Regions from separate parts of the Mus musculus genome. Here all the other regions are linked to region 7. A link is a contact called in public HiChIP or PLAC-seq and promoter capture Hi-C data. All regions are on one chromosome and are shown on one strand. Each heading gives the region's core, a stretch centred on a gene start, on an enhancer-like site or on the middle of the called end of the contact. The rest is flanking DNA. Distances are from core to core; before and after follow the strand shown.

Region 1 (2,700 bases), core at 130-2,629, 180 kb after region 7:
GCTTGCTGCAGACTCTGATCTCCCCGGAGGATCCCAGTTCTTATCACACATATATACAGCATGTGTCATCAGTTCTTAGGTTCCCTCAGTGTTCATTTACTTAGCACACTGAGTATGTTAACACAGCCCCCTGGTACTGCACACTAGGTACGCCAAGTTAGGAAAATTTCTTGGAACTCTGCCAGCCTCTGACAAGCTGATCTCAACCCTGACATCTGAACCCCCAAATTCCTTTACTCATCGAATACTAACTAGGTCATTCTATAGTAGACTTTGAGTTAATTTGATGGTTAAAGACTATTTAGAAAAAGAAGGTGTTATTAGAACCAAAGATAGGCTGGGCAAAGGGGCGTGTGTCTTTAACCACAGGCTGGAGGATCTCTATGAGTAGGGGGCCAACCTGGTCTACATGTCTAAGTCCTGGACAGCCAAGGGTGCATAGGGAGACCTTGTGTCAAAAAGCCAAACTCAAACAAACAAAAATAGCTAAAAAAACAAAACCGAGGCATTGCATGATAGAGGAATGGAATTGATCTTGAAGATGAAACAAGACCAGTGTTGTGATTTTATTTGTTTGTTCATATGATGAAGTAGCATCATGAAGTATCTCCTGGGGTCACTGACCAGCTGGGAGTTGGTGGTCTGCAGAACGGCTGAAGGCTGCTTCCTGCTCACTGTGCTGGCAGTTTTCCTTTTAGCTCATCTCCTATGATAACACTCTCTATTGTTGTCATTTTATATTAAAATATGCATACTCAGAAAGAACATATATGTGTATGTACTACATATATACCATATATGTATATGAATCTTATATATGATAATAAATGGTAATATTTCCCCGTATATAATGAAAAAGCCATTTAAGGTGAGGCATTAACAAGTGGAAGTGATTCTTCCCTTATGTGTGGTGCTGAGATTCTGAGAGCAAACACTAAGCAGAAAATTGTCAGAACCTGGGACCGAGGAAATTGAGATGTAATAGAGACCAAGAAAACCTATGCCAAGGGCTTGGGGCTCCAGCTGATACCCTCAAAGTCCATGTAGCCCTTTTCTCTCAAGCTAGAGAGATGTTAGAGTGCTACTAAAGACTTTCAAGGTTTCTCCCATACCCGGAGTCTACAGTCCTTCAACTGCAGGTTATTAACCTGCTTGGTCAGCTGACAAGTCACCCAGGCATGCACAACAGAAAAGAGGCAGGGGAGAGCCTGGACTGGCTGGGAGAAAGCCTGCTTTTGCAGCTGGACGCAGGGGTGTGTCTGTGGGAATAAGGAGGAAGGCAAGGCAAAGGGATACTCGGAATAATGAGGAACTTATGCTTGTTCATTGTCCAAAGATGGCTGGCTGCACCTCGTGCACAGAAAAAGTGTAATGACCTTTATGTCCACAAGGGGGTGGGGTTGGCTTTTCTTTGGTGCTTTAAAAAATCCCAGACTCACCACTGGCTTTCTATAGCAGCATTTTCCTTTTCTGTTCCCATCAGCCCAATATATTTTGAGGAATGCCCTTTCGTGCTAGAATATAGCACAGTGAAAGGAGTACCTTGTTGTAATCTGTCCCAGGCAATCTAAAGGCATGATCTGGTTAGCTGGGGCCTGATTTATCCACAGACAGCTGAATGAATGTAAGGATAGCTGTGATAGAATCCATACTGCAAATGGCCAGGTTTTTAAATTTAAAACAATGATATGATCTATTGGCCTATCATTTCTATAGTGTGTGAGCATGCATAGTTTCCAAACTGATGTTTCAATGGTATGTTCACTATTTGTAATAATTTTAGGGAAATAATTTAGACTCTTAATTATTTATACTTATTGGTTTGGGCAGTATTTTAGTATTTTCTTTTTCAGCAATTTTTAAAATTGTTTTTAAACAATGTTTTCTGTCTGTTCTCAATAATTTCATGCAGTGATGTAATTTGGCTACTTCCGGTCACTCTCTATTCCATCTGGGGGTCCTTCCCAAACAAGTTTAATCATGAGTGGTTTCAGGGAATGAGTGAAGAGTCATTTGTAGAAAGATGAGCAGTTTACCGTGGCTACACTACTGGAGAAAAATAATTCCTGGCCCCCAGCATCCATCAGTTCCTAATAGCTCTAAGAGGTGTGGGTTTAATAACATTTTAGGCCACCATGCAAAATCCTGGACTTCAGGGTACTTAGTTCTCAGTTGTTCCTCTATTGAACGGTCTTCCCTTGTCCTCCTCACATCACGCTGCTAGGAACCCTCCTTTCACAGTCTTTCTATTGCGTTTCACAAATTCCACTACCCTCTATTTTCTCCTTCATTCTCCTCCCAAAGACGTCTTCCCTTGGTGTGTCCTCTCTCTGTCTTTGCCTCTATCTCTCTGTCTGTCCGTTTGTCCCTGTTTCACACACACACACATCTATATTCCATATACGAAAGAAAATGCGACACATTACTTGTCTTTCTCACTCTGGCTATTTTCTTGCCAGTGTTCTGGCTTCATTTTTCTTTACAGCTAAAAGCCATCCATCGTATATATGAACTACATTTTCTGAATTCATTCATCCTTTGATGGACATCAAGACTGGTTCTATTTCATGGCTATGTGAATAATGCCGCAATAAGCACAGATGTACAAGCGCTGTGTGAGATGCTGACTTCCAATGCTTTGGGTATGTTCCTTGGAGTCTGTGATTGGGTGTACCAAAGCATTAGTGTTCTAGTACTTTG
Region 2 (2,700 bases), core at 119-2,618, 230 kb after region 7:
GTTTTTCTCAAAACCTCCTATTTGTACTTCCCGCCACCTTAGAAATGTGTGTGTGTGTGTGTGTGTGTGTGTGTGTGTGTGTCTGAGAGAGAGAGAGAGAGAGAGAGAGAGAGAGAGAGAGAGAGAGAATATGCAGGTGTATGTGTGCATGGAGTACACAAGGAAGTTAGAGGACAACCTTGGTTTTGGCTCTCACACTCTACTCTGTTGAAGATCAGGGTCTGCCTTGTTCATAGCCATATACATCTCTCTAGCTGGCCCATGAATTGCTGGGGGTTCTCCTGGGATTCTCCTCAGCCTCATAAAACAACAACACTGGCCCAGCTTTACATGGGTGCTGGGGATTGGAACTCAACCCAGGTCTTCACACTCACATAGCCATTGCTCAGTCCCAGCTTAGAGGTTTTAAACAGTGCATCTCACAATAGAAGATTAATTTTTGCTTCCATAATTAAAGCTCTCTGCTTTATTTTTGCCCCAACAAGAATACACGTTTAAGGTGACTTTTTCCTTGTCATCTTTTACTGATGTAAATAAGTGATTTGGAAAAAGGAGAAAGTAAATCTTGTGAATTTATAGAATATATATCAAAATAATTTTGAAATTTTTTACAGTAAATAAGAGTTGAGGAGGCAAATATATTTAATGTTAAGCAATTTATAGATGTGTTGAATATTATTACATGATATCCCCTTAACCTGTACAAGTCTGTGTTCTGTATCAAGTCAAAATAAATTTCCTAAGTGATTCATATTTTTGTTCCTATAAAAATACATATGTAAAAATACTATCAAGATTATTATATTAAAAATAAATAAATAAATAATACATATGTACCACCGTAGACATTTCCATGAGACAGTGCAGAACATGTGTTTGGGTCTGAATGCATACACCTCCCTAAATTTGCATGTTGAAATCCTGACCACCAAGGTGACAATGTGAAAGTGGAGCCTTTAAGATGTGTTTATATAATTGGGGTGAAGCCTCATCCGTAGGATAAGTGCCCTGATCTATGGGAATTCTTGGCTTTTTTTTTTTTTTTTTTTTTTTTTTTTTTACTTCAGAAGCCATGTATGGGAGGAACAAAAAGCCATCTACAAATCAGATGCCCGACCTGCTTGGGACTTGGTTTTATACTTTCTAGTTTCAAGAAATGTCCTTCCATTGAGTACAAGACTTTGAGAGGTTGTTATAGCAACTGGAATGGACTAGAATTACCTGTATGTGCAAAACCAAGCAAGGGTGGAGGGAGGGAACCATGAGAGCCACGCTCCAGCACGTCACAGGAAGGCTGTCATCTATTTCATCTGGCTGACTTGTTCTTGAAGGAGCTGATCCACCCCTTACCACGATGGGGATTTAGATGAGATCTTCTCCCGTGGTCCTTTGCCTTCAGGATGTCTTCTTGGTCAGGAAAGGAGCACCGGTTCCACTTGTCTTTTTATCCTCCTAACCCCTCTCAACATTTTCCTCCCCATCCTGCATTCCTACAGCCCTCGGCCCCCATTCATTTCTTTGGCTTCACCTGTACCTCTTTAGACCTAAACTCTAAGCTTGTAGCTTGACAGTGAAAGTCCAGCTGGAATATAAGTGACTGCCAACCTGTCTTCACCAGCTTCGGCAAGCATCAGCTATCCAAGGCTCTGTTAAAATGCTTCTGAGGGGCTGCTGATTGCCAGGGCCACTTTGCACAGGCCTGCAGAGTTTTCCTAGTCACTTTGTGCTGCCTGGAAACCTCCAACAATCAGAGCGGTTGAGTACTTGGGGTAAACCGGAGAACAGGGCCTCTTGTGTTGAACATGAAGGGTTTATTTCTAGGGGAGAATAACAAATAAGGTGACATCTTGACTGTGTCAAATGTCACCATTTAACTTTCAACGATTTTGGCTTAGCCAAACCAAATCCCTCTCCCTTCCTGGACTTTTTCTAGCTTTCCTGTGACTTCTGAACTTCATGTGTATTTTAAGTGAAACATAATCCCTGTGTTTCTCCCAAGTTCATACTTGATACAGTCAACTGTTGCCTTCTTTGTGTCCAAGAACACTTTTAAAAGATTTTTGTAAGCTTCTTTTAAAGGACTCTCTTCCTCCCGGGCCTCCAGACAGGATATTGTATTTTACTAAGGGTAAATAATTTTTACAGTGTCCAAAGTTTGAGTGTAGTTTCATGCCAGACACCCAACATTATTAAGGAGTCTCCTGAATTTGCCAAAATGCTTTCTGTTTCTTCTTATTCAAAAGTATTAATTTGTGAAAATCCCAAGCAAGTTTATATTCACTATGTAAATAAATGTATGTGCTTCAATATATTACATTATCAATATGTTATGGATTATTGATCTGCCTTCAATTTAGTGACTTGAATTTTGATGCTAAGGGCTACGTGGTCATCCAAACCACACATCTGCATGGTGAGCTTGGTATTTAGTTCAGAATGGACCAACCTTGGAGTAACAGGAGCCTCCTGAGTTCTGCTTCTAAGTCCCATTTCCTTCCAGCTTCCGGTCTGCCTTCTGTCACCATCTCTCCTTCTTAGTTAACTAGTTATTCTGTTATGTGAATTGAACAGTGTATTGATTAGAGTTCTCTAAAAGAATAGAACTAATAAAAAGATTAACAGAATCTTTGGGGGTTCCTTGTCTCATAATGTTAAGTTGGACCTTTTTTCTTTTTAACCTCACAGGTTCTTTGCATATAT
Region 3 (2,700 bases), core at 93-2,592, 160 kb before region 7:
AAAATCTTCAAACTGGGAATACAGTTCTCAGCTAAGCTACTGATTGAGTTACATAGACTTGGGGACTTTTGGGAATATTTTACTCATACAAGTAATTCAAGATAAAGAAGAGGATAGGGTAATTACAAAATGAGCTGGGCATGCTATGTAAGAAGGGGTGTATATATGTGGGTGTGTATGTATACGTGCATGTACTTTTGGTTTGCGGGTGCTAGTGTGTATGTAAGTATGGATATGTTAGGTAGAAGTGTGTGTTTATGGAGTATGTAAGACTGTGTGTGATTGAGTGCTGTAGCGTGCTAGAAGTTTCGATGTGTGATAGCCTCATGAATTTGAATGTGAGTGTGCATGTGAGTACATGGATCTGGTAGGTATATGTTTGTTGGAGATGGTGAGCGTGTGAATGTTGAATAGATTATCCAAAAACAGCACTTATTGCAAGCAGCAATCAGGACTGTACCAAGAAATGAGTAGGTGAAACTAACTTCACTCTTTACTTCCAAACAGATATCCTATGGTTGATCACAGATATTCTGTTCTGATCACACGGATTTTCTCTTCTCTATTAGAGGAAGACATCCTAGCATGTAATTGCTTCATGGGAATTCGCCTTGCTATATCCACACCTTGTACTTAAGTCAATGGTTTAAGTGGATGGAGACAAAAAAGGTCTGCTTTCTCTACCTTGACTTTTTGATACTTTAATCATGCAGTTATTGGGAAGGGTGTCAAAGCTGTTTGGTGGGTAGTAGGCTATTTTATATGACTAAAAACTGTCTATCAAATGAGAATGAAGTCTTTAGGGCAGACCACAAGTCTTCAAAAGTTATTTTTCAAGGTGTAACAAATCAAGTTATATCAAAAGCTGAGCTACTCCACAGTGGTGGAGGAGGGAGGGTTGTTCATATTCAAGTATAAAGAGTTCTTAGTTCAAAGAAGCAGGTGTATATGTAAAAGTTACACTAACCCATTTAACTGCCATTTCCTGTGGACTCCTAGATGTCCCTGTTCTTAGGTTAGAAATATGTGCATACTGATCTCAGGAAGACAACATTACTTGGTATAATTCAGTGACAGTTCAGTGTGATAACTGAGAGACCTCGGAACATTTGAAAATACAGCATTTGCATCATTAACCGTCTAAAATGTTTTCTGTCCTATTATCTTTGTAATGTTTTTCTGCTTCTATTTAATTTAATTGAGTTATTTATCTGTGCAATGCTTTGGTCATAGACCTTAAGAATTATCTGTGGGATGTAGAGGCAGCTCAGTCAGTTAAATACTTGTCCTGCAAGCATGAGGACCTAAATTCCATCTCTAGAACCCACACTTACTAAGGCAAACCAGACCAAACACAACAAAACAAGAAATCAATAATGATGGATCTCACCGGTTATCAATCTCAGCACAAAAGAGATGGAGACAGGCCAGTTTGAAGCACATGTGGTAACTACCTCTTTCTTCAGGATTCCCATGTCCTCAAGAACATTTCCTAAGCTGCAGGTTATGTTTATTCAACAGGCTACGGACAAGGTTATCCCTGAGATCCGTTTCAGCTCTGAGGCTTCCAGAACATTCCATCAGGACTTATTGGGCTCTTCTGTCTTTGCTTTCTCCCTCCAGTCCCAACACGGTGTGTTCCAATGATGGACAGACTCCTCCCAGCAGTAGGGACCCTGGGATCAAACCGGTAGCTCACGGTGATTTTTGTGTAAGGACTGTGGCTATTCTGTGAGTGGACTGGAAGATTTTGAAATTTATCCCGCGGTCCCCAGTTTTCCCTAATGTTTTACTACAAGTCTTTTTGTTCCTGATTTCACGTAGAATTAGTCATCTGGAAGAGGTAGACAATGTATCCTCCATCCATATCCCTTATGAATGAGGGTCAGTAGGTGTGGCCAAATAGAGGCAAAGACATACATCCACTTTCTCCTTTTCTGATATGTTCTTCTAGTCTCAGTATCTAGACCAAATCTTGGGGTTTTTCAAATCCCCAGCCTTGTGTATTTTCATCATGTGTCACTTTTGGCAGACTTGAATTGTTCTGGTAGTATCCTAAACTTAGTGAACTGACTTGTCCTCACACCACCTGTACTAGTTGATTTTGTGTGTCAACTTGAAACAAGCTGGAGTTATCATAAAGAAAGGATTGTCAGCTGAGGAAATGCCTCCATGAGAGGCATTAGTGATCAGGGGGCCCTTTGCCCTTTCTGGGTGTTGCCATCCCTGGGCTGGTAGACTTCTATAAGAAAGCAAGCCAAGCAAGGCAGAGGACGCAAGACAGTAAGTAACATCCCTTCATGGCCTCTGCATCAGCTCCTGCTTCCTAACCTGCTTGAGTTCCAGTCCTGACTTCCTTTGGTGATGAACAGCAATGTAGGAAGTGTAAGCTGAATAAATCCTTTCCTCCCCCAATTTGCTTCTTGATCATAATATTTTGTGCAGGAATAGAAACTCTGACTAAGACAAATTGGCACCAGCATAGTGGGGTATTCCTGTAACAACCTGACCATGTTTTGGGGACTGTGGAAGGACCTTGGAACTTTGGGTTTGAAGAGCCATTGGGTGTTAAGAGCTCTGTGGGATGTTCTGTAGGAGCTTGGAAGATAATGTTGAGAGCAGTGCAAATGATGAAGGTCTGGCTTGTGAAATTTCAGAGGGAAGATTAAAGACTCTTATCAGGGCCATTGCTATTTTGAT
Region 4 (2,700 bases), core at 184-2,683, 160 kb after region 7:
GATGGCCCCTTAGCCCTTGAGTTAGAAGTGTGGTTTATTCTGGTCCTGGGTTTGTAAATCCAGATTCAAGCATATCTTTTAGGTCATCCTGCCATGGGGCTCCTAGGCCACTGTGAGATTTAAGCAGATACTTTTTAAGGACACTCGAGTCTTTTATGATGCACAAAAAGTGAGTTTAGATTAATGAGGTTTATGGATAAAAACATCTACTGTTCCTTCTCAGAGACTTATAAAAGGCACTGAGACATCCTGCAACAAAGTGGTGAGCAGACTTAATTGTGCCTCAAGCGTATTCCATTTAGAAAGCTTTCAGCTCATCTTTATAACACACACTGGGAAGCAGCAATATCAAACCAGCCTCAGAAGTTTGGATTTAATGAATAGGCTAAGCTAAGTCTCCATCCACATCCCACCCACCGGAAGAGTCCACAATAGAAGCCTCTAAAGTAGACATCTGTAGACTTCGAGAAAGTTTTGATCTGAAGAACTTCCCTCTTCTACTATGTCCAAGTACAAAGTCATGCAGGCCCACAGTGTTCCCAGAGAAGGGAGGGGCATGCACCTTCCCCGAGTCTTCTGAGTTCCCTGTACAATAAAACAGATCATGTCAACTACCTTCCCACAGTTTATGAAGATACACAAGAATAAAGCAACAGCTATCAATTTCTGCAATGTCACACGGGTAGAAAAGAAAGCAGAGGACATTTATCATTGGACTGTCTAGACTGCCTGGTGTTGTGCATAGCCCTGGGTCTAGTTATATTTGATGTTAATTCCATTCTCCTGTGAGTGGTTGCAAACAAGGAATGAGTCAGCACTCAGGTGATTTCCTGTAAACCTGCTTCCTACCTTAATTTGTAAAATAAAGGAGAGATGATAACTGGGCAGATTAAAGGGAAGGTGGAGCCGAAGGAGAGGGAGAAAATGCAAGAGGGAGAGGATGCAGAGGAGGAGGAAGAAGAAGAAAAGTGGAGCAGAAGCACATGGCCTGGAGAAACCATAAGTTCTAAGGAGTCTCATAAGCTGTGGAAGATGGTAGGGTAGCGGATCTAGGTGCACAACATGTAATCATACTAACTGTGTTGTGTTTTCATTGCTGGGGCATATTTGGGTGGAGATTTACTGCAACAGCCTGGCTTCCGAACAATGACACACAGAGAGACTTATATTTATTTATGAATGCTTGGCCCTCACAGCTTAAGTTTGTTCCCAACTAGCTCATATAACTTAGTAACCAATTTACACTAATCCATCTTTGCCATGGTGCCTGTTACCTCTAATTCTGTCCCCATATATCTGACCTCATCTGTGCTTTGCTGTTGAATCCCACCAGCCTGACTCTTTCCCAGAGTTTCTATCTCTCCCCAAATGTCCTGCCTTTTTCTCCTGCCCTGTCCTAGCCCTTAGCTCTTTAATAAAGCCAATCAGAGAATGCCTTAGGCAGGTGATGAAGGACGGAGACACACCTTCACACAGTGTATATAAATATTATCCCAACAGAAGTTAGAAGAGTACCCAGAGTGGACACTCCCTCCAGAAAGCTGCTTCCCCTCTCATGTGACCCTGTTCATCTGGATTTGTGTCTCACCTGCCCTGGCAAGAAGTTGTGAAGCCCTTGGCATTAGATTCCAATACAGACTCAGCCACTGATCATCCTGCTCCATTCTGATTGCCATTTTTCTCTTTTATAGCATGTCTAGTCTCGCCTACATGCTTCCACAAATGCCCACGTGGTCTCCCATTCTCCCTCTTCTCTCTATTTAGCTCCCTCTTCTCTAAGAGCTGTCTCCACTGCTCTGAGCACCCACAAAGCTATTTGCTCCCAGAGTGCCCCTGAGGTCCTCATCCTCTCTGACCTGTGTGAGTTGTCTCCTTATCAATGCTCTAAGACCATAGCGTAGGACCATCCTTGCCTAGTATACTCCATAGTGTTGTATCCACCAGAAAACCTCAAGTGTTAGTAAAGACCAGTGTATAAAAATGCTTTTGTTAATATCCTTCTAAAATCTGTGTGTTTGTCCTATGAACTACATGCTAGTCATCTCTGAAAAATATCCTCAATGTCCACGAGAATAAAATCTAATTCTATAAGACAAAGCTATGCTCATTTTACCTGAATATGTTCACAGAGAGAAGCCAAATCAGATTCCATCCCTCTGTCTCCTAGCCTATGATGAAAAAGGGCTTTTTCTAATCCAATAGCAAGACTGCAATGCCAGCAGCAGCTGCAACTACATCTGTTGTAAGTCAGGTAGACTGGGGCAGATAAAAGTGCCTTCCAAGTGGGCTGTAGCATTTCACTGAGGATGAAAATACATTATTCATCTTTGTTAGATCTGGGTCATTGGTAAGACTTCCTTGGATACACACCTTTAAACCCACCTTCCTGGTATATAGGCTCATAAAGATATCCCTGAAAAAAATCTTAGCATAGCACAGAGGGGAAATTAAAGGTATAGAATTGTGGGTATACTTCATTGGCTTTGCTTTTCAAAGACACAAGTTAGCCAGAAACTAACAAAAAACATTTGTGTAGCAGTTGTGTCAAAACCTTGACTCATTGTAATAAAAGGAGAGTAGTGCCTCTGGACTAAATACCTTGTCTTTACCTAGCATAAAAGAAAAAGCTCTCACTTCACCTAGGTACAGAGAGGGAGCTAAAAATGTCAGTAAGGTTGACTTCACTCTGGAAGGTCCTTT
Region 5 (2,700 bases), core at 137-2,636, 140 kb before region 7:
TTGTCCAATCTAAGTTTATGAGTAAGATCATCTTGTTCTTTGTTTTCTCACTTTTCCAGTCTGATAACATTTGATTGTTTGAGTTCACTGTATTCTAAGTACAGTATTGTGCAGAACTAGGGGACCAAGATGGGAGGAAGTGGGGTATTCAGGCAAACAAATGGCCCAGAGCAACACTGTCACACCGAATTACAATGTGATTAAATTATGCCATTTGAAAGTATCTAGTAGACACATTTGAAAGTGAAATGGAAAATAGTAAAATGAATTTACTAATATTTTACTAAGCCCAATGTATTTAACTTATTATGCTTTCAACATGTAATCAGCATAAAATCTTATGAGATATTTTTTGTTCTTTCTATATTTGGTATGACGCCCTCACAAATTGGTATGTATTTACATTTAAGCATGTCTTCATTCAGATGTGCCCAGTGTCTACAAGTGACCTGTGATGACAGTGCAGGTCAGTTCAGGTCTCAGGAAACACTAGCCTGTGGCTCACTCCTAATCTTGCCAGGCTCAAAAATATCCCCAGCCTGCCTTATTTTTCTGCATGATAATCCCTGGGCAGGTGATCCTCACTTGTATAAGAATGCAAGTTGGGTAAGCCATGGAGAACAAGCCAGTAAGCAGCATTCCTCCATGGTCTTGGCTTCAGTTCCTGCCTCCAAGTTATTGCTTTCTGCCCTTCCCTAACTTTTCTAGACAACTGATTGTAACATCAATGCTGAAGTAAAGCCTTTCCTCCCCAAATTGTTTTTGCTTAGTGTTTTATCACAGCAATATTGAAGATATTAGAGGCATTGGTTACTGGCTATAACCTAGGTCAGATTCTGTGACCCTCACTCATTCTTGAGTTTTACTTAGACCTTAGACTTGCTCCATTGGCCTTGCCCCCTAACTTCTGCCCAGCCAATGGACCTTAATCTGGCTTAAACTATGCCTTATGAAATGTTGTACAGGACAGAAAGGAGCTTGTCCAATACACTAATTATTGGAAATGGCCAGTAACCAATACCTCTAATATCTTCAATCTCAAGGTAAGCTATGGACCAATCCTGCTCTGATCACACTGACTCAAGAACTGTTGTGGATTAGGCTACAGTGTCTAGTGCATGGCCTTGCAGCCTTTACATTGGTAGGAAGAAGGCAAGGCAAATAGAAATACAAGCTGAGGCAGTAGGCAGACTTTGAAGCCATGCCTCAATGTTAGGACACAGGTCAGTGGAATGAGGCCCATGGCACCCAGGGAGCTCCACCCATGGCAACCCAGGAAGCTCTGCCCACTCAGGCCCAAGAAAACCAGGCAGATAGATGCACTTTGTGAGTCAGCCTTAGGCCTCACTGCCTCCTACTGACTTACAGCTAACACAGTAGCTCTTTTGTGTCACTATTCTTTGCCGTAGCTCAGGTTCCAGCCAAGAGACTCAACCAGGGGACTTCTAGGGACAGAGAGAAACAGCTATGAGAGCAGTCTTTGTGAAAGTCTGTTCACAGGAAGGAATCCCTAGGGCTGTAGCCTGTGTGCCTGTGACTGAGGAGGGACAATGCTGAGTAAGGGGAAATGGATCCTGCCTTTTGCCTAATGCTCAGTGGGTGTTGGAACCTGAAAAGAAAATGTTTTAAATAGGTAGGAAGTTGTTGTAAAATTTCAGTGGGTGTTCAGGCAAAACTCCCAGAGTCTGAAATCTAAGAGTGATTTGAAAAGTCTTCTCACAGTGTAATGGTTTAACCCAATGTAACACTTATCATACATTGACTTTTCTGTCTATTGGTGCCACATGTAGAGACCTACCTGATATTAAAATAAAAAACTAGGAGGGGATGAGGATAGCCAAGGGTCTTTTAGGGTCAGAGCTCAGACTGCCAGGGGAATGTTTAAGGGCATTTTCCCAGTTTCGGTGTTTCTGACCAGTTATTATTACTTGCAGGCACTACAGGTACACTGCCCTGTAGCATGTTTTGACCCTGAGCTTGAAGTGGCACCAGCTTCTAAGAAACAAAAACTTTAAAACAATGCTCAGATAAAGAATGGAGTGTTAAGAGGAGAAGAGCCAAGGTTTCTGTCTGAGCTACTAAAGCAATGTCTCTTCAAGAATACGATCTTGCAAGATGTGACCTCAGGTTTTCATATACTTTGATTGAAAGTGGAAGGTTTTGAATCACTACAGTGTTTTTGTTTTTGTTTTTTAATTTTAACTTTTTACTTATTCACTTTACATCCTGCTCACTGCATCCTTCCTAGTTACCCCCTCCCACAATCCTTCCCCCCTCCCCTTCTCCTCTGAATGGGTAGGACTCCCCTTGGTATCCCTCCACTCTGGCACTTCAACTCTGTAAGACTAGGTGCTTCCTCTCCCATTGAGGCCAGACAAGTCAGCCCAGCTAGAACAACATATCCCATATACAGGCAACAGCTTTAGAGATAGCCCCCAGTGTAGTTGTTTGGGACCCACATGAAGACCAAGCTGACATCTGCTAAATATGTGCAAGGAGGCCTAGGTCCAGCCCATGTATGTTCTTTGGTTGGTGGTTCAGACTCTGAGAGTCCCAAGGGTCCAAGTTATTTGCTCCATTGATCTTGCTGTGGAGTTCCTATCCCCTTCGGAACCCCACAATCCTTTCTCCTATTCTACCCTAAGAGTCCCCAAGCTCCATCCACTGTTTGGCTGTGGGTATCTATGTCTATCTGAGTCA
Region 6 (2,700 bases), core at 42-2,541, 230 kb before region 7:
GTTGCTGGATGACGGCTCTCTGATGAAGATTATGCTAGGGCCCTGTCTACAAGTATAGTATAATATCTTTAGGTTATATTATATATCTCCAGGATATCCAGCCTCTTGTTGCTGGTCCTCCAGGCATTGTCAGCGATGTGCTCCCTCTCAAGGCATGTGTTTCAAACTGGATCAGTCACTGTTTGGCCACTCCCACAATTCCTCTGCCACCTTTACCCCAGCACATCTTATAGGCAGGAAAAATTGTAGGTCAAAGATTCTGTGGCTGAGTTGGTGACTCCACTCTAAGTCTTGTCAGTTCAGGCTCTGTATTCCCCATTACTAGGGTCCCCCTCGTAAATTCCTGGGAGTTCCGATTGCACTAGCCTTCTACTTTCCTCCAGAATTGTTCCTCCCCCAATTCCAGTTGTCTCTCCCAGTACTCCTCTGCCTTTCCATCTTCTCTCCTAATCCCTCCTGTTCCCAGCCTCATCTGCTCTGAGCTCACCCATTAAAACTATTCTATTTCCCCCTCCCAGGGAGATTCATGCAGCCACCTTTGTTACTTAGCCTCTCTGGCATGATGGCACCTGCCTTTAACCTCAGCACTTGGGAGGCAGAGGCAGATGGGTCTCTCAGTTCCAGGCCAACCTGGTCTACAGAGTGAATTTCAGAACAACCAGGCCTACCCAAGGAAACAGTGTCTCACAAAACCAAAAAAAAAGAAAAAAAAGAAAAGAGAAGAGAAGAAAAGAAAGAGAGAGAGAGAGGGAGGGAGGAAGGAAGGAAGGAAGAAAAGGAAGAAAGGAAAGAAGGAAGAGAAAGAAAGAAAGAAAGAAAGAAAGAAAGAAAGAAAGAAAGAAAGAAAGAAAGAAAGAGAAGGAAAGAATGAGAGAGAGAGAGAGAGAGAGACAGAGACAGAGACAGAGAAGTATTTCATCCAGATTTCTTGCAGGAAACTCTGTACCCTCCTGCTGAGCTGGGCTGATAGTTTACTCCCACCCCCACTCCCCACCCCCACCCCCACCCCCAACCCCAACCCCTGCACAGGAAACCAAGGCAGTATTAGTGCAAATCTCTTGCCCAAATGTTGATTCAGCAGCCCTGGGAAGTCTAAAAGTAGAGGATTTTTTAAATAACAAAATGAATTCTGTATGTTTGCCTTCTGTTTTGTTCTGCTTCTCTCTGTTCACTAATTAAAGTTTGGAATCCTCTTGCCTTTGAAATTTATCTATATGATCTACTAGTTAACCCATTTCCCTGGCTCTGGAAAGCTACATAGCAGCAGTAACCTGTGGTAGCCAGACCCCTGGGTGCAGATGTTGAGGATTAAGTTTCCAGCCCCAGGGAGTATCTTGGCTTAGTGTCACTGGCTTACCTTATGTATTTTCCAGACTGTATTAAGTGTACATTTCCCTCAGCAGGGAGCAGGCTCCCACTCTTCTCTGCAGGCTACTGATACATTGCTAAAGCTGATGCTATCCTTTACAAACCTCATAACCATGCCAGCGTGCACTGCCACTCACCAGCCTGCACCAAAGGCACACCCATTACCATACACAGCAAAAGGCCTTGCACCATCCATATGGAGGCCACACTGGGGCTCAAACGATGTCCATCAGCAACACTTCCCTTGCTAGCCCATAACAACTGGTGATCAAATCCCTCTCAGGACCCTTCTCTTCTCTCTCAGAGGCCTGGCTAAATTTTTCAGTGAAAATCCCTACACACACAGCTTTTGTGACCCACTTAGGAAACGGTTTCTCCTTCCACTATGAGAGATTTAAAATGCTTTCTAGAAAATGGAATCCTCTACTAGCCAACAACTAATTGAGACTCTCCTATGCAGCGCCCCTACCCCTTCCCCCTGGCTGCCTTATTTGCATCTGAGAAACTCATATTACCCTGTCTGCTTGCCCTCCCAATTGCCAGTTACCCTAGCTGCTCTGTGCCTCCCAAAAGTGCCTCCTTCTGTATGAGTCCTCGAGGTGTGCAGAATCTGATACAATGGTTTCAGCCCCAGAGAGGGGACCTTCAAAACTTGTAACAAGAACATCCTGTGAACAAGTGAGTTGAGCACCTTGTTGTACTGTGTTCACACAGATGCAATGGTGAATCAACTGTCAGTACAGAAACCATTGAATCTGGGATATGGGAAAACAGCTGGCCTTACAAGTCTGTGCTTCCAACATGCACAGGTTGAGCAAACCAAGGACCCAGAATGCTGTCTCTAATTCTAGTTGGAAGGAACATCAACTTTCCTCTCATTCTCTCCTAAACAAAGCATAACTGTAACTTTTGCATGGTATTTTCATTCCATTGGGAAATATAGAACATCTAGACCCGGACTTCCAAAATTTTTGCACTCACCTTGAATAGATAGGTATGTAAAATAGGTATGCAAAGAAAACAGTTGTTGGTAATAAATCATAAAAAATATACTTTAAAGCAATCCTTTGTTGTAAATGTAACTTTAATTCTCCTGTAATAACTGTTGTCTTTGAGGCTTATTACCTCTGTCTGCTAACCTAGGCCTAGTCCTGTAAGCTTGTAGCCTCCATACAATCTCATCTAGGCCTAGAATGGTTTCATTCTAGAGACTTACTGCTGAATAAACTCATCCTTTCTAGCTCTTTCTGAGCTCTGGCTGGCTGGTCAATTCAGTTGTTCTCTCTCTCAAATCTCCTCTCCATGCTGACTAATTCAAACTGGCCTCTTTCC
Region 7 (2,700 bases), core at 156-2,655:
CCTCAAAATCTCTGCAGAAAAGCCTGTATTGGGAGAGGAGCAGAGAAGTCTCCAGGGGAGGATACCAGCAAGCCACGCCCACTGGCCAACGGGCTGTTTCTTTTTGGGTCAACCAAGGAGCAGGCCTGTGCACCTCCAGCCCAAACTCGGACCTGTTCATCCCACACACAGACGCAAACTTGGCAAGACTGGCCTTAAACCTGTTAGCAAAATAAGGAGAGCCAAATAAGGAGGAAGCGGCCAACCTGAATGGGTTAGGGTGGCAGGGCCCACTCCACTTGGCACCCAGCTGTGTCCCCAAGCTGTTCACAATACTACTGTAAGTCACCTCTGCTATCCATTAACCACCACCCGCGCACACCTTCCGGGAGGATCGCTGTTGTGTATAAATAACAGCGTTTTGCAAATCAAACCTCTCCACACAATGCCAAGCTAACAGCGCTCAAAAGGGAGGTGCCACCGGGGCATTAAAAGTCACACATCAAATTCTTGCAGAACCACTTGCTTAAATCGCCCTGAATAAATAAACTGAGGGGGCAGAGCAACCGGGAAAAACTTTGGTTGAGGAGGTTTAAGTCTTGGAAATGCGGGACCGGGCGCAGGGACTGGAAGGAACCAGGCACAAAAGCGCCCTGCGCCGAGGCAAGGACCTCCTTTATGGAACGTGACAGCAGCTTTGTGCCGGATCACGAATAGTTCTAAATACTGGAAGTTCTCCCCGGCCATCGCAGCCTCCCGCTTCCTAGCGCTGTGGCCCTCAGATCCCAGGCTATTCTTCCCAGGCACGCGCGCCCGGCGACCTGGCCACTGTTCGGTCCCACGCCCGCCCACAGGCCAGGGCTGCTAGTGTTCCCGAGGGCTTTGGGTCCTTGGTCCCCGGAGTCCGCCCGCGGAGGGCGCCCCACCCCCACGCCAGCCCCAGGCAGAGGGAGGCGAGGGCTCGCAGGAAGGTGTGTGTATCCGAGGTGCGGGTGCCCGGGGACGCCAGGCCGCGGCGGGGCTGAGGGCACCGGCCGGGTACGCAGGGGTACGCGCTCCCTGGCCCTCCCCGGGCGGCCGCGGCCCGCTCGCCCCTCTCTTCCAACTCCACGGACCGGCCCAAGTTTGCAGCCCCCGCCATCGCCTTACCTCGCCGCACAGTGCACGCCGAGGCCGGAGGGCAGCAGCGCGAGTCCCGGGGCGGCGGCCGCGCTGCGCCCGCCCAGATGCCGCTCTTTGTCTGCACCGCTCCCTCCTCCCGCCACCAAGCGGACGCAATTGGACCCGGCGGACCCCGCCGGCCCGGGAGCCCCGAGCCTGCCTGCCGCCGAGCCCTCCTCACCACCACCGTCGCCGCCGCCGCCCGCTCGGCCGCGCGCACCGGCCTGCGATCCGCGGCGGCGACCCTCCCGCGCAGCGCCCGCCTCCGCGCGCTCCCCGCCCGCGCTCCTCCCTGGCTGCCGTGACGCCGCCCAGGGGCCGGCCCAGCCCGGCGCACGCGGGGCGGGGGACCCACCTGGGAGTCCCAGCCAGGCCTCGGGAAAGCGCCGCCTGGGGGCTTCAAGCCGTAACCCGCTCTAGATTGGAGCTGGGGGCACCCGGGAGGGGCTGCTAGGGATAAGGAGGTGCCACTTGCAGCCCACGAGACCGGGTGGTCTCCGCACCCGGCTGTGCGTCGGGAGCCTTACAGCGACCTCCCTACCCCGCCCCCCAAGCATTCCCACGGCACTCTCAGCCAAACAGGCCTGGTGTCTGTCAGAAAAGTGACTTACATAAAAATGTCACTTCCTCCCAGTAATTGCTTGTGGGCATTTTCTTTATTTATTTGCCTTGCATTTATTTACTTTCCCATCCAGACACTTTTTTACTCCATCCCCCCCACCCCCAACCTCCAGGCGGGACCACTTCCTAGTGGGGGAGGAGAGGAAACCCGACCTCAGCTGCCTCCGCAGCGTCCTGGCCAGTTTATTAGAGCCCAGGAATTCTTTAGTACAGGAGGCTGAGAAAGCTTTAGAAGGAAACCTTGCTCTCCCAGACTTGAGTAGTAGCTAACCTATAAGCAAACTTGGAAAGCTAGAACCCTGGATCGAAGAGAAGGACTGGATCCAGAGGTTTCTTCTCCAAGCTCCTTCGCTCCTTATACCCCAAAGGAACCCCTGATATTCAAATAAATTCCGCTTTCAGGTCGGACGACTCACATTTATGTTAATGAGATTCAACCCTAGCCCTTGTTTCCTCCTTATTAAGGCAGAAACAATTCACCCTACGTAACAAAAAAAGAAAAAGAAAGAAAGAAAAGTTGCCTGCCTTCTTATAGGAAGTTCCCAGGCATAAGTAACGTGAGGAAGCTTGGCTATAGTCCTCGCAGCCATTGACCGTAGGCTCCTGAACTGTGTCACCTTACACAGGTGTTTCACAACTTCCTCGGCTTTATCACATGAGATGTTTACCTGCCTTCTATGTTAAGTACCTGGCACGTAGCCTGACACGAGGGCACTAGGAGGCATCCTGTACAAAATCAGCACACCCAACAGTCTCTTCCAGTCGGAGATGCTAGCTTCATCCGTTCTTTGTTACAGACCTCATCTTTGTTACTATCTAGCTTTACAACAATGAAGGCAGAACTCTAACCAATAGTTTAGCCCTACTTAAAATTAGTTTATGCTAAATAAGTAAGACGATATGGACACAGTTTTTAAGCTTTTGCTTTGAAAAGTGGCC

What was found. Promoter capture Hi-C pulls out the DNA fragments that hold promoters and counts their contacts. HiChIP or PLAC-seq counts read pairs in DNA pulled down with a chosen protein or histone mark.
Region 1: an H3K4me3 HiChIP or PLAC-seq map of the SCID.adh cell line shows a contact between it and region 7, with 12 read pairs. The contact joins the enhancer-like site here to the promoter of Nck2 in region 7. A contact is called at or near these places in 1 of 39 promoter capture datasets (pre-B cells), 2 of 484 Hi-C or Micro-C datasets (nephron progenitors and stem cell-derived neurons), 8 of 115 datasets of contacts at active chromatin or transcription factors (the SCID.adh cell line, craniofacial prominence, embryonic stem cells and 4 more) and 3 of 9 other capture datasets (adipose tissue, liver and pancreatic islet).
Region 2: a contact with region 7 is called in a promoter capture Hi-C map of cranial neural crest. The contact joins the enhancer-like site here to the promoter of Nck2 in region 7. A contact is called at or near these places in 1 of 39 promoter capture datasets (cranial neural crest), 1 of 484 Hi-C or Micro-C datasets (nephron progenitors) and 3 of 115 datasets of contacts at active chromatin or transcription factors (extraembryonic endoderm stem cells, intestinal villus epithelium and pancreatic cancer cells).
Region 3: an H3K4me3 HiChIP or PLAC-seq map of the SCID.adh cell line shows a contact between it and region 7, with 12 read pairs. The contact joins the enhancer-like site here to the promoter of Nck2 in region 7. A contact is called at or near these places in 1 of 39 promoter capture datasets (hematopoietic stem and progenitor cells), 1 of 15 datasets of contacts at CTCF or cohesin (CD8 T cells), 4 of 484 Hi-C or Micro-C datasets (the HPC-7 cell line, Sertoli cells, bone marrow-derived macrophages and 1 more), 4 of 115 datasets of contacts at active chromatin or transcription factors (the SCID.adh cell line, bone marrow-derived macrophages, double positive thymocytes and 1 more) and 3 of 9 other capture datasets (adipose tissue, macrophages and pancreatic islet).
Region 4: a contact with region 7 is called in an H3K27ac HiChIP or PLAC-seq map of trophoblast stem cells, with 3 times the contacts expected there. The contact joins the enhancer-like site here to the promoter of Nck2 in region 7. A contact is called at or near these places in 17 of 39 promoter capture datasets (the 3T3-L1 cell line, 3T3-L1-derived adipocytes, the C10 cell line and 12 more), 1 of 15 datasets of contacts at CTCF or cohesin (pro-B cells), 34 of 484 Hi-C or Micro-C datasets (the 3T3-L1 cell line, 3T3-L1-derived adipocytes, the AML12 cell line and 26 more), 16 of 115 datasets of contacts at active chromatin or transcription factors (the SCID.adh cell line, craniofacial prominence, double positive thymocytes and 11 more) and 2 of 9 other capture datasets (adipose tissue and liver).
Region 5: an H3K4me3 HiChIP or PLAC-seq map of neural progenitor cells shows a contact between it and region 7, with 22 read pairs. The contact joins the enhancer-like site here to the promoter of Nck2 in region 7. A contact is called at or near these places in 11 of 39 promoter capture datasets (the 3T3-L1 cell line, 3T3-L1-derived adipocytes, the HPC-7 cell line and 7 more), 1 of 15 datasets of contacts at CTCF or cohesin (CD8 T cells), 3 of 484 Hi-C or Micro-C datasets (the HPC-7 cell line and embryonic stem cells), 9 of 115 datasets of contacts at active chromatin or transcription factors (the SCID.adh cell line, bone marrow-derived macrophages, craniofacial prominence and 6 more) and 4 of 9 other capture datasets (adipose tissue, embryonic stem cells, liver and 1 more).
Region 6: a contact with region 7 is called in an H3K4me3 HiChIP or PLAC-seq map of the SCID.adh cell line, with 11 read pairs. The contact joins the enhancer-like site here to the promoter of Nck2 in region 7. A contact is called at or near these places in 6 of 39 promoter capture datasets (3T3-L1-derived adipocytes, the C10 cell line, cranial neural crest and 1 more), 3 of 484 Hi-C or Micro-C datasets (nephron progenitors and uterus) and 7 of 115 datasets of contacts at active chromatin or transcription factors (the SCID.adh cell line, craniofacial prominence, embryonic forebrain and 4 more).

Annotation. Positions count from the first base shown.
Region 1 is chr1:43,263,275-43,265,974 of GRCm38.p6, reverse strand. No RefSeq gene overlaps it. Among named protein-coding and RNA genes, the nearest start is that of Gm29040, 3.5 kb to the right of the region's middle. Within about 2 kb of position 1,379, at least 34 of the 459 cell types and tissues checked have an H3K27ac peak or open chromatin away from gene starts, as enhancers often do. A contact at or near this core is called in the SCID.adh cell line, where this site is marked.
Region 2 is chr1:43,214,954-43,217,653 of GRCm38.p6, reverse strand. No RefSeq gene overlaps it. Among named protein-coding and RNA genes, the nearest start is that of Gm29040, 45 kb to the left of the region's middle. Within about 2 kb of position 1,368, at least 7 of the 459 cell types and tissues checked have an H3K27ac peak or open chromatin away from gene starts, as enhancers often do.
Region 3 is chr1:43,604,518-43,607,217 of GRCm38.p6, reverse strand. No RefSeq gene overlaps it. Among named protein-coding and RNA genes, the nearest start is that of Gm38628, 75 kb to the left of the region's middle. Within about 2 kb of position 1,342, at least 9 of the 459 cell types and tissues checked have an H3K27ac peak or open chromatin away from gene starts, as enhancers often do. A contact at or near this core is called in the SCID.adh cell line and double positive thymocytes, where this site is marked.
Region 4 is chr1:43,282,909-43,285,608 of GRCm38.p6, reverse strand. No RefSeq gene overlaps it. Among named protein-coding and RNA genes, the nearest start is that of Gm29040, 23 kb to the right of the region's middle. Within about 2 kb of position 1,433, at least 6 of the 459 cell types and tissues checked have an H3K27ac peak or open chromatin away from gene starts, as enhancers often do. A contact at or near this core is called in trophoblast stem cells, where this site is marked.
Region 5 is chr1:43,582,542-43,585,241 of GRCm38.p6, reverse strand. No RefSeq gene overlaps it. Among named protein-coding and RNA genes, the nearest start is that of Gm38628, 97 kb to the left of the region's middle. Within about 2 kb of position 1,386, at least 22 of the 459 cell types and tissues checked have an H3K27ac peak or open chromatin away from gene starts, as enhancers often do. A contact at or near this core is called in neural progenitor cells, where this site is marked.
Region 6 is chr1:43,670,977-43,673,676 of GRCm38.p6, reverse strand. No RefSeq gene overlaps it. Among named protein-coding and RNA genes, the nearest start is that of Gm38628, 8.1 kb to the left of the region's middle. Within about 2 kb of position 1,291, at least 3 of the 459 cell types and tissues checked have an H3K27ac peak or open chromatin away from gene starts, as enhancers often do. A contact at or near this core is called in the SCID.adh cell line, where this site is marked.
Region 7 is chr1:43,444,456-43,447,155 of GRCm38.p6, reverse strand. Nck2 (non-catalytic region of tyrosine kinase adaptor protein 2) reads right to left here and starts at 1,405. Exons shown (of 5, transcript NM_010879.3): 1 at 1,129-1,405.